3 separate regions of the Mus musculus genome follow, and all the other regions are linked to region 1. The links are chromatin contacts, called in public promoter capture Hi-C maps. All regions are on one chromosome and are shown on one strand. The core of a region is the stretch at or near the end of the contact, and the rest is flanking DNA. Distances in the headings are between cores, read along the strand shown. Region 1 holds the start of Usp1 (ubiquitin specific peptidase 1). Region 2 holds the start of Plaa (phospholipase A2, activating protein). Region 3 holds the start of Wdr78 (WD repeat domain 78).

What was found. Promoter capture Hi-C pulls out the DNA fragments that hold promoters and counts their contacts.
Region 2: a promoter capture Hi-C map of pre-B cells shows a contact between it and region 1. The contact joins the promoter of Plaa here to the promoter of Usp1 in region 1.
Region 3: a contact with region 1 is called in a promoter capture Hi-C map of pre-B cells. The contact joins the promoter of Wdr78 here to the promoter of Usp1 in region 1. A contact is called at or near these places in 1 of 39 promoter capture datasets (pre-B cells) and 1 of 484 Hi-C or Micro-C datasets (CD4 T cells).

Annotation. Positions count from the first base shown.
Region 1 is chr4:98,921,544-98,926,427 of GRCm38.p6, forward strand. Usp1 (ubiquitin specific peptidase 1) reads left to right here and starts at 2,267. Exons shown (of 9, transcript NM_001301414.1): 1 at 2,267-2,700.
Region 2 is chr4:94,601,100-94,605,983 of GRCm38.p6, forward strand. Plaa (phospholipase A2, activating protein) reads right to left here and starts at 2,148. Exons shown (of 14, transcript NM_172695.2): 1 at 1,778-2,148. The coding sequence starts at 1,926. It also overlaps a transcript of Ift74 not described here.
Region 3 is chr4:103,111,664-103,116,547 of GRCm38.p6, forward strand. It overlaps Wdr78 (WD repeat domain 78), which reads right to left and starts at 2,636. Exons shown (of 17, transcript NM_146254.4): 1 at 2,447-2,636. The coding sequence starts at 2,493. It also overlaps a transcript of Mier1 not described here.

The sequences.
Region 1 (4,884 bases), core at 1,017-3,516:
CTCTGATGGCTGAGAATTCCAACTCATTTGCGGTAAGGCTGCCTACACAGTGATATTGGTACAAAGATATTTAATGCTAAAGTAACAGTAACCCAGGTTTAAGGCTGGAGTGTGGAGACAGAGCTGAGTAGAGCCTCATTCCTTTCTTTAGACATCGCCTAAGAATCTTAAATGAACTTTTAGTTCTGTTTTCCTAACTCTTCGTATCTCTGAGGGCTGGATAGTTACTTTACCCACCCCAACCCTGTCAGGAGCCTTCTAGAAACCATCCAATGATCTCATTTTAGGTTTCTTAGAAATCCTTTAGAAATAGAAACTTTGAAATCCTATAAATGACTTTTATTATTATAATTATTATTATTTTTAAGTTTCGATTGTCCCTTGAGTTTGTGCCCATTCTTGGACTGGTCTCTCTGGGATCCTTCCACTACAGCCATGTTTTCGTAGTTTATCTTTCCCTGCCCCTACAGTAAAGTATCTTTAAACTCCAAATCTGCTTCACAAACTGGCAAGTCTGAAAATGAGTTTCTGGAATTAAGCCACGAATCCCAGTTTGGACCGGGCGAAGGTCCCTAAAAGTTGACAGGAACTCCTCAGGCTGCCAGCTGACCCTGGAAAGTTGTGCATCCTGCTTGTTCCCACATACGCCCATTTCACTACAGTTCCTACCGTCGTACTTAGACTCCCTATTATCCAAGCATCCTGTCCTCATTTCCAACACCAAGCTTCTAAAGCTCCCGGTGCTATGGACACGTGTGATGTGCAGCTCATCTTCTCCCACAAATGGACCTCCCCTCCATGCCATTCAAAGTACACTTCCTGGAACTGTCTGCTGAAACGTCAGTCTTCATTATCCCATCGAAACGACCAAACGGTTACCTTTTTAAAAAAAATCTACCATTTACACTATTTCAAATCACCAGTTTAATTTCGGTCTTCAGTAGACTGTAGATCATGGAGTACATTCCCTTCGCTTGTTATCCCTACCATGCTGAAAATAGTTCAACAGGGCATTAAACAGGGCAACACACACGGAGGGCACTAAACAGGGCAACGCACACAGTGGGTACTAAACCGAGCAACACACACCGTGGCCATTCAACAGACCAACTCACGATGGGCATTAAACAGGGCAACGCACACAGTGGACATTTAAAAAACAACAAAAAAACCCCACTTGAACGGATTTGTACTGAGTTCTCATCAGCTGTAGTACCGCACTGTGAGATCATCTCACAAAAGACAGAGCATACAGAACCAAGCCCAAACCGGGTGAGGCTGTGCGGCTGCCTGTGGGTCATTCGGTACCGGCTCGCGCCAGAACCCGTTGAAGCTCCAGCCGCGAGACCAGCCTGAGAACTAAAACCCTTGTGCAGCCTGCGAGAGGGGAGAAGGACCCGAGGCTCCAAGGCGTTCGGCTGTGCACTGTCTAGCTAAGGCAGTGCTCATTCTTAACGCACAACTTGAGATAGGGTGGACCGCGGCTTCCTCGGTAAACTGGACGCCCAGCGGGCGCCGAGCAGCTAGCAAAGCGCATCAGCCATTTTCCGAGCGTCTTTGGTAACCCTTCCGGAGAGGGCACGCCAGGAGGGGGAAGAAAAAAAAAAAAAAAGAAAGAAAGAGGCGGGCCTGCACCGGGGCCTCGGCCCAGAAGCCACACCCTCCGGGCTCGCCACCTCCCCATGCTAACAAAACGGAAAGCGGAACCCTAACCTCGGCAGAGAAAGCGCGCACTGGAGCGCCAATGAGCTTGCAAAGAGCCGCTCCAGGGCGCCGTATGCTCTCCCGGGATTGGCTGGGCCTCGTTCCTTGTACTTTTTTTATTGGTCAGACTGTCTTCTCTGCCGGCTAATTGTTTTATTCGTATAGGTACTTTTTGATTGGCTCTTCCTGGTGGGGCGGAGGAATGAGGTTTTGGAAATTGTTCAGCCTGGATTGGCGCATTTGAGCACCTGAGGAAGGGGCTTGTCCCAGTCACTCCCTGTCCCATCTCCCGACCCGTAAGCTCCCTCCCCTTCAACTCGCGAGTGCTAATGTTTAAAAAGAATTAAAAAAAAAAAAAAAAAAAAAAAAAAAGAGGGCGTGAGCGAGCGAGTGAGCCTCCTGCGCGCCAGCCCGGCCTCCTGCGCAGCGCGCGCCTCTGCGAGGACCCGCGCGAGCTGCCCGTGCCGCTGCCTGCGCTGTTTAAACTGCAGAACCCGTTAGGCCCCGGGAGGAACTACCGTTCCAGCTGGTTCCGGAGCCGAGCGTGCCGGGGGCGAGGGGCGGTCGCGCGGCGGCTCGCGCCTTTCGCGCCTCTGCAACGTGGAGAGGAGAACCGGCACTTTCCGTGGACGCCACCTCCAGCCGCGACGCTGGCGCGGGCGGGGGTTCACTCGCGGGGGTCCTGAGACTGAGGAAAACGCGCCAAGTTCCCCCTCGGCGGCCGTGCGGGGACCCTGCGGCTCGGGAGCGCCGCCACCGCTGTGCGCCCGTAGCCTTCCCGGCCGGGCTGCGCCGGGGATGTAGTGGTGCCGCGGCGGGCAGGACCGAGCGGCGGCCCGGCTCCCGCTCCGCGGACGAATGGTCACTCCCCCGCGGGAGGCGCCCACCAGCGATCCCTCTCCCGGGACGGCGGCCGGGCTCACCTGTCGCGCCCGCACTCTGCCCGGCTGGTCTCCCCGGCGGCGGCGCCGCGGACTCGCGAAGGGCCATGACCGGGTAAGGAGCGCCCGGGGTTCAGGGCCCGGGGCTGCGCGGCAGGTGCTGACGGTGGGGAGGGCCCCTTAGGCTCGGGCTGCGCTGCGAGGGACTGCCGGCGGGCGCGGCGACCCCCGGGGTGGCACACCCAGGACCCAAGTGCCCCTCTGCCCACGCCTTTCGTAATGGGAGAGGCTGGCCGGGAGAAGAGATGTTTGTGATCGCAGTGTCCTGGGTCGGGGCTTGCGAAATTTTACCGCGCATTTTCTTGACTTACAGTTTCTCCAGAAGTGTGTACGGCGCCACGTGTCTTAACCCTGCGCCCAAGAGTTTGTTTTTATTGTTTCACGTTTTTCTTGAAAGAAGAGTTGAATCCTATCATTGTACACAGATTTGAAAAGTAGTGGGACTGAGGATTCACGGTGTCATTTGGTCAAGAAGACTTAGGGCTAAGTTCATTGTGCGAAGCTTGGGTTATAGTTCTGGAGAGGCTTTTTTGACTGAAAGCTCTGAGAAGGGACGTGGAGAACATAAGATTGGGCACCCGGGAAAGTGTCGCGCTCTTGGTGACCATCAGTGCTGGCTGGCTGTTTAGAGGGTCCCAGATTGGGTGGCTGGCCGAGATGACGGCCGCTGTTTGAGCTGGCTGATGACTTTTCTCTCACTGGCTCCCAGGAAGACACCTTTCCGGAGTCATTAGTGCTTGGGGGAAGTCTGACAGTTTTGCGAAGGCTGGTTTATCATTCCTAACAGGTCATTTCATCAAGAACATTTAAGGGGCCAAGAGACAAAAATTTAAGTTGCAGATAAGATGGGAAATTTTGCCAGTTGTCCAGTTTTTCCTGAGTTGGTTCCCAGAAATGGTTTCCCTGCAGTGTACAGTGAACTGGGGTGAAATGTTTAGGGGTAGAGTTTGAATCAATTTGTGTGTACCTCAACTACTTACTACTTGGGTACCTATATTTGAAACTCGTTCATATTTTTGGAATATTGGAATAGAAGGATTATCTTTCTTCTAGATGTTCCAAATAAAAAATAAATTTCTATAAAGTATCACAGGTATTGCCGTATCTCTCTTCCTCCCTCCCCCGCTCCCGTTTAAAGTTTTACCTTGAAACTTCTAGTCACATAGCTTAGAAACAATTGGAGCTGGGTGTAGCTTGGCCGTAGGACTTCCCACTGGGGAGAAGAGGCTGGCAGGTAGATTTTTGAGTTCCAGGCCAGCCAGGGCTACACTGGGAGACCCTGTCTCAAAACAGAGCATAGTTGGAAAACTAAAGTATATTGTAATCTTTAGCACACATGAGACGGGCAAGTTTTTCCGACCTCTGTTCCAGCTTTGTATGTGTAGTTCACATTGACTACAAGTGGCCTTGTAGACTGTAGTCCCCACTACTACTTTGGTTTCTTATTCATTCCTGATTTTTACCATTGTTCAGTTGCTATTTTTGTATATAGAAAATGAAATTTTGCTTAAGCCTATTGTTTTCAAACTTTGTGTGTGTATGGGTGTGCACAGGAAGTTCAGAGGGCACACTTGAGAAGTTGAGTCCCTGGGATTAAGCTCAAGTTGGTAGGGTTAGCAGCAAGCGCCCTGACCCACTGGACCATCTCACTGGCCCAGAGTTTTTGCTTCTTATTGTATGAATGATTTTAGTAAATGGATATTTTTGAGATATGGCTCTTAATGCATGTACATATACACATACCCATACATATGCATATGTATACCCACATTATGGTAATAAGAATTTAGTAGCAATTTTAAAGGAAGTTTGTGCGGGTGTGTCTGCATGCATGCATATATGTATCATTGGCATTTAAGCCAGTGGTTCTCCACCTGTGAGTCAAGACCCCCCAGTAGTGTGTCAAACAACCTTTTTTACAGGGGATTTCATATCTGGCATATCAGATAGTTACATTAATTACCATTCATAGCAGTAGCAAAATTACAGTCAGGAAGTAGCAACAATAATTTTATGGTTAGGGGTCAGCACAACATGAGGAACTGTATTAAAGGGTCACAGCATTAGGAAGGTTGAGAACCATTGATAAGCAATAAACTCTTAAGTGTCTACTGTCAGGCATTAGGTTTTGAAATAAGATGTCCTGATTTGTTCCATTCTTTTGGTAAATCTTTTCATAGTTGCTAATTTTGTCACTTACATATGATAGCTGGGGACTAATGAAATCTTTTTGTATGTG
Region 2 (4,884 bases), core at 898-3,397, 4.3 Mb before region 1:
TTTAGAATAGGTACTCCTTAAACCAATGTTTTCATCCTTTTAGAAAGATATATGCTTCTACTGGACTTAGTTTCATTTGTTGGCCACTGAATTTAGGGTCTTACGTAGGCCAAGCAGTGAGCTACGTGCTATACCCCAATATTTCTGAAGTTTATTTAATGAGAACAAGGACTGTTTTAGAGGTACAATTTTCACCAATAATTATAATTATTCCTAGTTTTATTAAGCGGTTTAGGATATTAGACTCTGAATAGTTGGAAGAGACTATGTGAGGCCATATCCAATTCAACACAGCGGTTGGCTCTTGAACATTCTTACTCTACTCTACCATCCTCCAGTGGCTGCACTGCAAAAGCCATCAAACAAATCTACTTCCATGCTTTGCCTTTAGACTTTTCTTTATTCTTTTTTTTTAAGATTTATTTATTTATTATATGTAAGTACCCTGTAGCTATCCTCAGACAGCCCAGAAGAGGGCATCAGATCTCATTACGGATGGTTGTGAGCCACCTTGTGGTTTGCTGGGATTTGAACTCAGGACCTTTGGAAGAGCAGTCAGTGCTCTTAACGGCTGAGACAACTCTCCAGTCCCCAATTCAAGTGTTTTTCCATATAAACACTACAACCTGGCTTCTGCTAGCCTTCAGGACCTGCACTCACGGCATACTATGTCTTCTGCCTCTCTGGAACGTAGCTCTCCAACTACAGTTTTTCCACTTTAAAGTTCCCCCAGTCCACCCTTCAAGATCAGCTTACTCAATCTAATAAGAGATATCCGCTTCAACACACACACAGGAGAAACACCTCCAAGAAAAAAAAAAGGTTCCTACTAATATCTTTCCGGTCTAACTCTATATTCTCACGAGAGAATATAATAAAGTTCTGTAAACAGAGAGCACCTGTCCTCCTGTCAGTGATGTCTTTCTCCCCAGGAAATACATATATATGTATCTCATCATCTAAATTCAATTTACCTTCCCAAAATCACTAGCCTGTTTGCTGTCATAAAATTTTCGACTAATCAGGGCTTTAAACGCAACCTCTGATATTGATTTGGGCTGGATTTTAACTTTTTGGTTATTTTATTTATTTATTTATTTTTGGTGGTGGTGGAGTGTGTGTGGGTGGGTGGGTGGGTGGGTGGGGGGGAATTGAAGGCAGAACTTCAAAGCAATGATAATTTTTCCTCCTCGAAAAAACAGAACATTCCTACACAACGATAACATTTGAGGAGGTTCATCCTCTCCTCCCCAAACAGACTATAACTTGGACAACCAAGAGAGGACACCATGTGTAATTCTCTGTAAAGCAATTACTGAGAATTATAGTCTTCAAAAATTTAAATCTGAGGGATGACTACAGAGCAACTCCTAAGATCGGAGCCCGAGGGGCAAGCCAGAAGTTTTCATCGAGCCGAAACTGGGAGGGCGCAAGCAGCAATAAATACTAAAGACTAAAAGAAACCTAAGGGGTTATCTGCCAAAGCTGAAGGCCCTTAAGGTGTTTTAAGATGCTCGTCCAAGGTCAAGTCGCCCGTTAGTGGTCAAGTTAGGACAGCCAGCCAGGTCCTCCAATCCTATCCATACTCATTCCCCCGAAATCTTGTCGGTTTCACAGACAGCGCCCGAAAAGCCAAAGCTCGGGACTCGGCAGGGAGGCAGGAGCAGCGCGGACACCAGGAAGAGGGAGAGATTCAGGGCAGGGAAGGAGGGTCACTCCTCCCACGTGTCTGCAAGCCTGTGGTCCACCCGCGGGCGGCGGGACTAGCAGCGCTCACCTGTCTGGAGCCCAGAGGCGGGTGGTCCGATCCCGGGACACAGACACAAAGGCTCCCGGCGGGTAGAGGCAGCACACCAGGCCCCTCACGTCCAGTTCGTGGCCCGGGAGCGAGCAGCTCAGCCGGTATCTGGAGGCGCCGCTCGCCATGGCCAGCGTGGATCCGGAGCCCGGCCCCCGGGCACAGCGCGAGACTCGTCCACAGGCCCGAGCCGGCGTGCGCCAGGCTGCGGCCCGAGACCCGCCTGCAGGAGAGGGGCGCCGGAGACCGGAAGAGCCAGTCAGCCGGTGCGGAAGGACCGCGGGGGAAGGGGCGCGCCGAGCCGCCTGAGTGACACAGCAACCCTAACACACACGCCGGAATTCATCATCCGCCGCGGCCCGCGGTGACGCAGAGTGTGTGCGTCGGGCTGCTGAGCATCACGGACCGGGCCCTCTATCCTTCTGCGCCCTGGATCGCCGGCCGAAGAAGGGACGGTGAGATCAGGAAATTCTGCGTAGGCGCCGGAGGTCTGGGTCCGGTCGGAACCCGGTCCATTTCAGAGAACAACCGAAAATCTGTAGTAGTTGGAGGAGGGTAAATCGGAACTACAAATCCCACAATGCCGAGCGTCCCGAGTGACTCGCCGGCGCGCTGAATCCGGATGTTTTAAATCTAGGTGCTCGTTTGACTACTCTGAGTAGTAGAGCAAAATTGCTTGTTTGCCTTACGCCACGATTTGTTTGCCCATTTTCTGCTTGATTCTGGAGAGTCTCCCAAGATTTTCATCAGTTAATTGTTTTTTTTTTCATTTAAGATGACTGAATCTGAAGCCAAAGTGGGAACTTTTAATGAACTTGCCTTCACCTCAAGCTACCCCCTATAATACCAGATTTTGCAGAATGATCGGGTGCCCATTCTCCCCTAACGTGACCACTGTTTGCCCGAGGTTTGGCGCAGAAGGTCTAAGGTGAAGCAGAAAATGCCTTTAATTATTTAAAAGGTCTTACGGTAGCTCGGGCTAGCCTAAAACTCGTGGTTCCTTGCTCCAGTCTCTGAACTCTGAAATTACAGGTGAGAATATATATTTTTAGCCAAACCCCGATGGTGTAGGTAGGAGTCTCACTACATTGCATTGAGATTGTCAGTCTACATTGTAGTAAAGTTAGCTTTCCGTATTGTAGCACGGCATCCATCACACCACAAACCTTTGTTAAGTTGCCAAATCCAATTTGTGTGTTTTTCTTCACTCTTCTTAAAACTTTCATTCTAGGCTTGAAATCACTATTCCTCTGTGTGTGTGTGTGTTTCTCTTGACTTTAGCTCTGAAATGTATTATTCCACTTTGTTCGGTAACCCCAATAGCTTTTCGTTATTTATTTTTTTATGTCGATTTATTTCATGAATGTAGGTATACTGTCGCTGCCTTCAGACACACCAGAAAGTGGCATCGGGTGCCCATTCCAGATGGTTGTGAACCACCATGTGGTTTCTGGAAATTGAATTCAGGACCTCTGGAAGAGCAGCCAGTGCTCTTAACCACTGAGTAATCTCTCCAGCCCCAACAGCTTTTCGTTCTTGAGAATACACTGTTGTATAAGGCCTTCCCCATTTCCCTAATTTATTTTGCTAAGGTCTTTTCCCTTAGGTGTGTGTCTGCCTCAGCCATATTGAATTTGCCATCTTTCTCTGAACATACCATGTTTGAAGTTGTTGTTTCTAGATTCCTAAAACAAACAAAAACTAGTGCTATGAGAGGCTGATGCAGGAGGATCATGAGAATGAAGCATAGCCTATCTAATGAGGTCTAGGTCATTCTGGCTACAGGAAGAATTCCTATCTTAAGAAAACACACCACCCACCCACCCCCACACACAAACAGACCATACACCACAAATGTCTCACCCGAATTAACATACCACACACCCATTTACATACATCACACACACCACACACATATACACATACCCCTCAACAAGCACACACACATACACACACAATTAGTCTGTAATCTTTTCTCCATCTGTCACAGTTCAATACTGTATATCTTCTGGACCCTCCTAGTTCCTCTTTAGACTAATACAGTTTTATTATTGCCTCTTTAGTGTTCATGGTGTCGTGACATATTTGTATAGCAATCATTTCTGCAAGATTAAATTTTCTTAGGACATTTCACTCTTTTTTCAATGTTTTTATAGTTGCTGTTGCTTTGTTTTTGTTTTCCTTTTAGTTTTTATTATGTTTAGTCTCTTTGTGTGTATATTTGTACGTGAGTGTGTGTGTTTGTGCATGCACCAGGATATACATACAGAGAGGCCAAAGGACAAACTTACAAAAAGAGGTTCTCTTTTTCTACTACATCATTCCTGAGGTTATAACTCATGTCCTCAGGCTTGGTGGGGTGGCAAGCAGCTTTACCCACTCAGACATCTCAACAACCCAGGTAAGTTTTATTAAACAGTCTCACATTGGCCTTGGCTATGAGAGCAGTTGATTGGGACACATTGTCAGCTATCCAGTGGCCCATGGGCATATGTTGGTCACACATGATAGATGCTGATATACCTCATGTCTGTAGGTGTGTTGAGCTTTTATCATTCTAGAAGTAGAACCAAGGGTTCACATGAACATGGTAAGCATACACTACTACGCTGTATTTCCAACCCTCTTCATGTCTAAAGGGAAAAGAAATTTGGAGTTACGGAAAATATTAAGTGGCTGTAAGCAGTTTTTGTAAAAAGTAAGTTTGAAAAGCATACAATGCTGGGACAAACTTTGGCTGACTCAAAGAACAAACCTCAGTTTGTGGGTTATTCTCTAAGGGACAGCCGTTTGTGACAAAAATATGTCCAGTTGCTGACAGACTCTGAGCTTTTGTCCTGCAGTGTGAGTTTAGTCTTCTCTGGTTAATGAGATTTTTCAGTAGAAAGATTCAGGCTTTCCGTTCCTCTTGGCTGCTCTGGTCAGGTTGAAAGGTAACTTTGCTGAAAGTCTCTTCCTGCATTGGGAGTAGGGGAAAGTACAGGAAGTCAGAAGGATCTCAATTTTAAGGTGGTTTTAATTTAGCAGTGTACTATACTTCAAGTCAAATTGCAGAGTATTTTAAAAGAACAATGTTTTAGGAATAT
Region 3 (4,884 bases), core at 1,386-3,885, 4.2 Mb after region 1:
AGCTAATGTTTTGGGAAAGAAGCCACACCTTACACTGAACATTCTACAAAGGCTGATTAACAGATTAAACCTCAGGGATTATGGAGAGGTTGTAATGTTTCGAGTACAGAGCCTGTTTATAACTTACTTACTTCCTTTCCTTTGGCCCTCAATTGCCTTTTCTTGCCTACCACATCCTTTTGATTACCAGGTGAAATCCTTTGGAATGTACTGGCAGACCACTGGTTTCCATCAACTAAAAGGCCTTAAGACTGTTATCAGAGTACCCAAGGGCTATGACAGAAAGTTCCCCACTCTGCTGAAACCTACCAGCATCCCTGTCCACCAGTGTATGTAAAAAGTGCCTTGACTTACGATTTGTCATTCCTATCAAGTCTCATGAGACATTTACCACACTGGAACCTGGTGTTTAGGAAACCTGAATGCCTGTTCCCAGGCCATGGTCACTCACACTAAGCCCCAGAGTAAACCATCTTATCCCCTTTGAAATGAAAATCATGGTAGCTTTTGTGTTTGTTTTGCATTAATAAGTGTTATATCATTTTTGTCTTAATTTGTATAAATTTAATTTAGTTTCACTTTAATATCTCCATAAAGGCAAAACAGAAATTAAGCAAGGAAAAAAACTTAAGTAACAAGCTACAAATGTGTATGTATCTACTTATTTGTTCAGTTTACCAATGTGTACTAAAGATGTTCTCCATTCTAGGTAAGAGTCTACAGCAGTGCACAAAACAAAAGAGGACATAATATGAGCTGGGGGGGGGGGGGGCACACCCACAATCCCAAGAGGTTGGAGGCAGAGGCAGGAAGATCTCTGTGAATTAGAGCCAGCCTGGTTTACAGAGAGTTCCAGAAACCCTGTCTTGAAAAACTAAGGAAAAAAAAAAACCTGGAGAATATAATATACTCATGGGGATAAACTCGAAGCGTAATAGCGTTCCTGGCCTATGTGTGTGTATATGTGCGTGTGTGTGCGTGCTGCGGGATGTTACATCATACTCAAGGGGCATAATCCAAAGCCAGATCCCGTGGGGACTTGGAAGAAAGGGAGCTCAGAGGGAAAGGGAAAAGCTTAAGGAAGTTTTGTGCAGACTACTATGTGGAGGGTGTTGGCAAGCAGACGATTCAGCCAGCTATTCCAATGCAGAAATGACTGTTAGGTCTGGAGAGCACAGCTACTTGACGAAGTGAAGTGGCCCTCAATGCTTGGCAGTAAAGATGCAGGACCCATACCGAGGAAGTGCAAGGGTTGCAGTTTAATGAACTGGGATGGCTGCGGACTGGAAACAAAGGGGCAGTAAATTACAGCGCTGAGGATGAATTTCGAGCACACTGGGTGTAATTGCTTCAGTTTTGTTTTCTTGAGAGAGATCTTGAAGAGATAAGAAAACTTGTGAATCATGCATATACTTAACTTTGAAAGGCACAAGGCAACAACGAAGTGAACCACCTGCCTCCACAACACATATTTAGGAAGGAGACAGATTAGTAAACTATTTTGAAAAAGAAGGCCAGGCCAGGTGGCCCAAGCCTTTATTTAATCCCAGCACTTTCAAACCAGTTCCATATCAGCCAGGGCTACACAGGGCGAAAGACCCTGATCTATAAACACAAACAGACATTGATACATAACAGCAGAAACTAGCCACGAGCCTAGTGAAGATTGAAAAATGTCCTATTAGCTAACTGAAGCATTTCAAAACTCAGTAAAGTAAGTGGTCATTTAGATCAAAGCTGGTGACTGGCTAGTTAACAACTAAAGTGCCAACCGACTGTTGTAAGCTATTGGAAAGCGCTTTTTCGGAGAAGCGATGTAAGGCTGAGCACTTAACTCAAGGGCAAATGCAAGGCTCTCTCCTCAGAACTTTCAGTAAGTTCAAAGGGCGAATTAGCTGAGAGGATGTTGGAAGAAAAGATGTGGCTGCTCTGGGAAGACCGCAAAACCACTGAAATGTTCGAGCATGAAAGGGGGAATATTTTAATGAAAATTCAAACCACTTCCAAGTTCAACGCCACACGAGTCCACATTATCTTTGGGCCTTTCTCCTAGCTTAGCGGCATGAACTAAGCAGTTAAGAGTCTTAAGGTAAGCTGGCAGAAAGAGATGAAAAAAAAAAATCCTCTGCTGGCGTACATATTAAAATTAGCTTTGGTTGCTCAGAGACCAAGGAGCCAGAACACGAGACAGCTTGGAAGTTGAGAGACCTAATGAAAGAATACAAGAAAAAGCGCTTGGAAGAAATAGGCAGGGTGGTCCTCGACAAACTCCGGTCTAGCACGGCAGCGGGAGTTTTTACACAGACCGAATCAAGCCAGAGGATCCGGCGCTGCCTGGGGGGCTCCGCGGGATCGAATGCGTTGGGAACCCCTTTCCAAACCGAAGGGCTGGCTGTCTCTCCGGGATCTAGAGGAACGGGCCACACGGATCTAGTGCGGAACTTACGCGGCGAAGCTGGCCTGCTTGCGGGTGCTCGTCGGAGAGCTATGCATGGTGGTGACTTTTTAGACCAGGGCTCGGCGCCCCCTTCCCCAGCAGGTTCGGCGATGCCCGGACTCCCAACTGCCCGCTCAGCAGCTCAGGAATGTTTGCCGGGCGCCATGGCGACCGCGGAGCCTGGCTCAAGAAGCGGCCGCGCGGTTGGCTGGCCGCTCGAGGTGGAGGAGGAGGGCGGAGGCGGAGGGGAGGGTAGAGGGTTGGTGGAGCTGGAGGAAGCTCGGGCGACGATTCGGAGGAGGCGGGCGGCCCAGGCCCTAGGCCCCTCCCAGGCTGCGAGTCTCCCGGCTGCAGGCGGATGGATGGGGCGTCTCCAGGCGGCGGCGGCAGCAGCGGAGGCGGCGGCAGCAGCGGCGGCTGTAAGTGCAGCCTCCACAGACCATCTTACCCATCCTTCGATCGGGAACCGGGGCCCCAGGGGCGCTCGCAGTCTCCTTTTCCCCACTTCCCCTCCCCCCACGGGAGAGCGCCGCCCGGAAGACTCCTAACTTCCGGGGCGGGGCTGCCCGAGTGTACCGGGAGGGCTGGCGGCTTGGAGGCGCTGCCGTCTGGCGCGCATGCGTAGTTTCCGCCCCGCCCCTCCCCGGTCTTTCGGCCTTCGCGGTGGCGGCGGCGGCGCCCAATCTTCGCCGCTTCCGCGGCGCGCCGGGATTACGCTGCGGAGTGAGTTTGCGGGGCGGGCAGGCCAGCTCCCGCCCTTTTCGGTCGGCCCTCGCTCCGCGGCAGGGGTGTGGCTTCCTGGCCACTCCCCCGTGGCTCCACCTCTGTGCCCCTGATTTCTCTAGCTGTCCAGCCAGTTGAGGTTGGCTCTCTTAGCAGAGCATCCCTTGAGGTGATAGGCGCAACCTGGGTCAACCTGCCGTTGTCGGAGGGAGCTAGAGGGGCGAGAGACTCAGAGACAGCATTGCAGGGAACCAGCCGCTCCCAGTGCCTATCTCCCCCGCGAGTGGCCTTATTCTTTTAGCTTGTAATGTAGATGCTTGCTGGCCTGGTTCCCATCTCTGGTCCTTGCATGTTGTGTGACCTTGGGCAAGTCTCTTCCCCCACTCCCGGGGAGGGCTTCAGTTTTTCTATTAAACCTCAATTTTTGTAATTTTGCAGAAGACCTTAGGCAATTTTAAGACCAGCTAGGTTTCTAAGACCGCTTAACGGAGATGACCCGGAATTGACTAGACTTTTCTCAAATCATGGGTGAAATACAGAAATGTAATTATTGGGTTCTTTGTAATCTTTAGCATTGCTTATAAATTGCAGGACTCAATCTTTGTTTCATTTTGCTGAAATTCCCACGGGGCGGTTGACCTGGTTCTGGGACATCTTTTGAAAATGTGAGACTGAGTGAGCTTGAGGTAACTGTCTCTGTCTCTTTGCTACTGAGGCTTTCTTTCCTTTAATCCAGATGGTGTGGTGGCTCGATTCTCCCAGTGCCTGGCTGAGTTTCGGACGTGGTTAAGAACCAACTGGTTGAGGTTCAATGCAGACAAGACGGATGTGATGCTGGTAGGCAAGGGCACGACTGGAGATGAAGGGAGGGCAAAGGCAAGCTCCCTCATGTAATAAAAACATGATTATTGTCTGTGCTGGTGTTGTAGGCGTGCTAATGGCCAACCCTTCCAAGACTTTGGGTGATATAAAAGTGACATCAGCAACGTTAAGATTTATAACTAGTTTGCAAATATTGATAAGATGATAAAATAAGGCCACTGGATGAAATTATATGAAAAAGATTATGAAAGGAACCCAAACTATCCTTTGAAGGGTCAAATTTCTCTACGTGTTTTAGGATGGCATTAATAAAAGAACAAAGGAAAAGATAATTTCTGTTGGTTGTGGAGCCTCCATATGTAATGTGCTGCTGTGCTTTGCATCCTGTAGTCCTGCCCACTAAAGTCAAGATAAGTTCAGAGGTCATTGAAGAAGAACACCATTCTAGGTACTTTGTCTTCACACATACAGTGTAGGCTGTATTTCCTAAGAAAAGTTTTAGGAAGGAGTTCAGAAAATAGTTTTCAAAGAGGACTCGTGGACTTGAAAATGTTACATGTATTTCTTGATGTACTTTGAGAGCTACTCTTTGAGTTGCATAAACAGATATGCCTAGAAGTCACAGACATATTACTAGTTTTTGAATCAGGTGTTGGTGCTGAATAAAAGGTTGTATATCTTAGGCAAATGTAAGTTGTCAAGGTAGTTTTTGTTGGTTGAAGTACTAATTGAAGTCTAATTGTGATCCTAAGTATATTTGTTAGCAACTAGATATCTCGGGAGAGTGTGTGTGTGTGTATTTGTGAGTGCATGCATGTGTGTGCATCGTGCATGCATACACATACATGCACTGTCATACATATGTCCCTTATAGCTACTGTAAGTTGTTTAATAACTTTTTT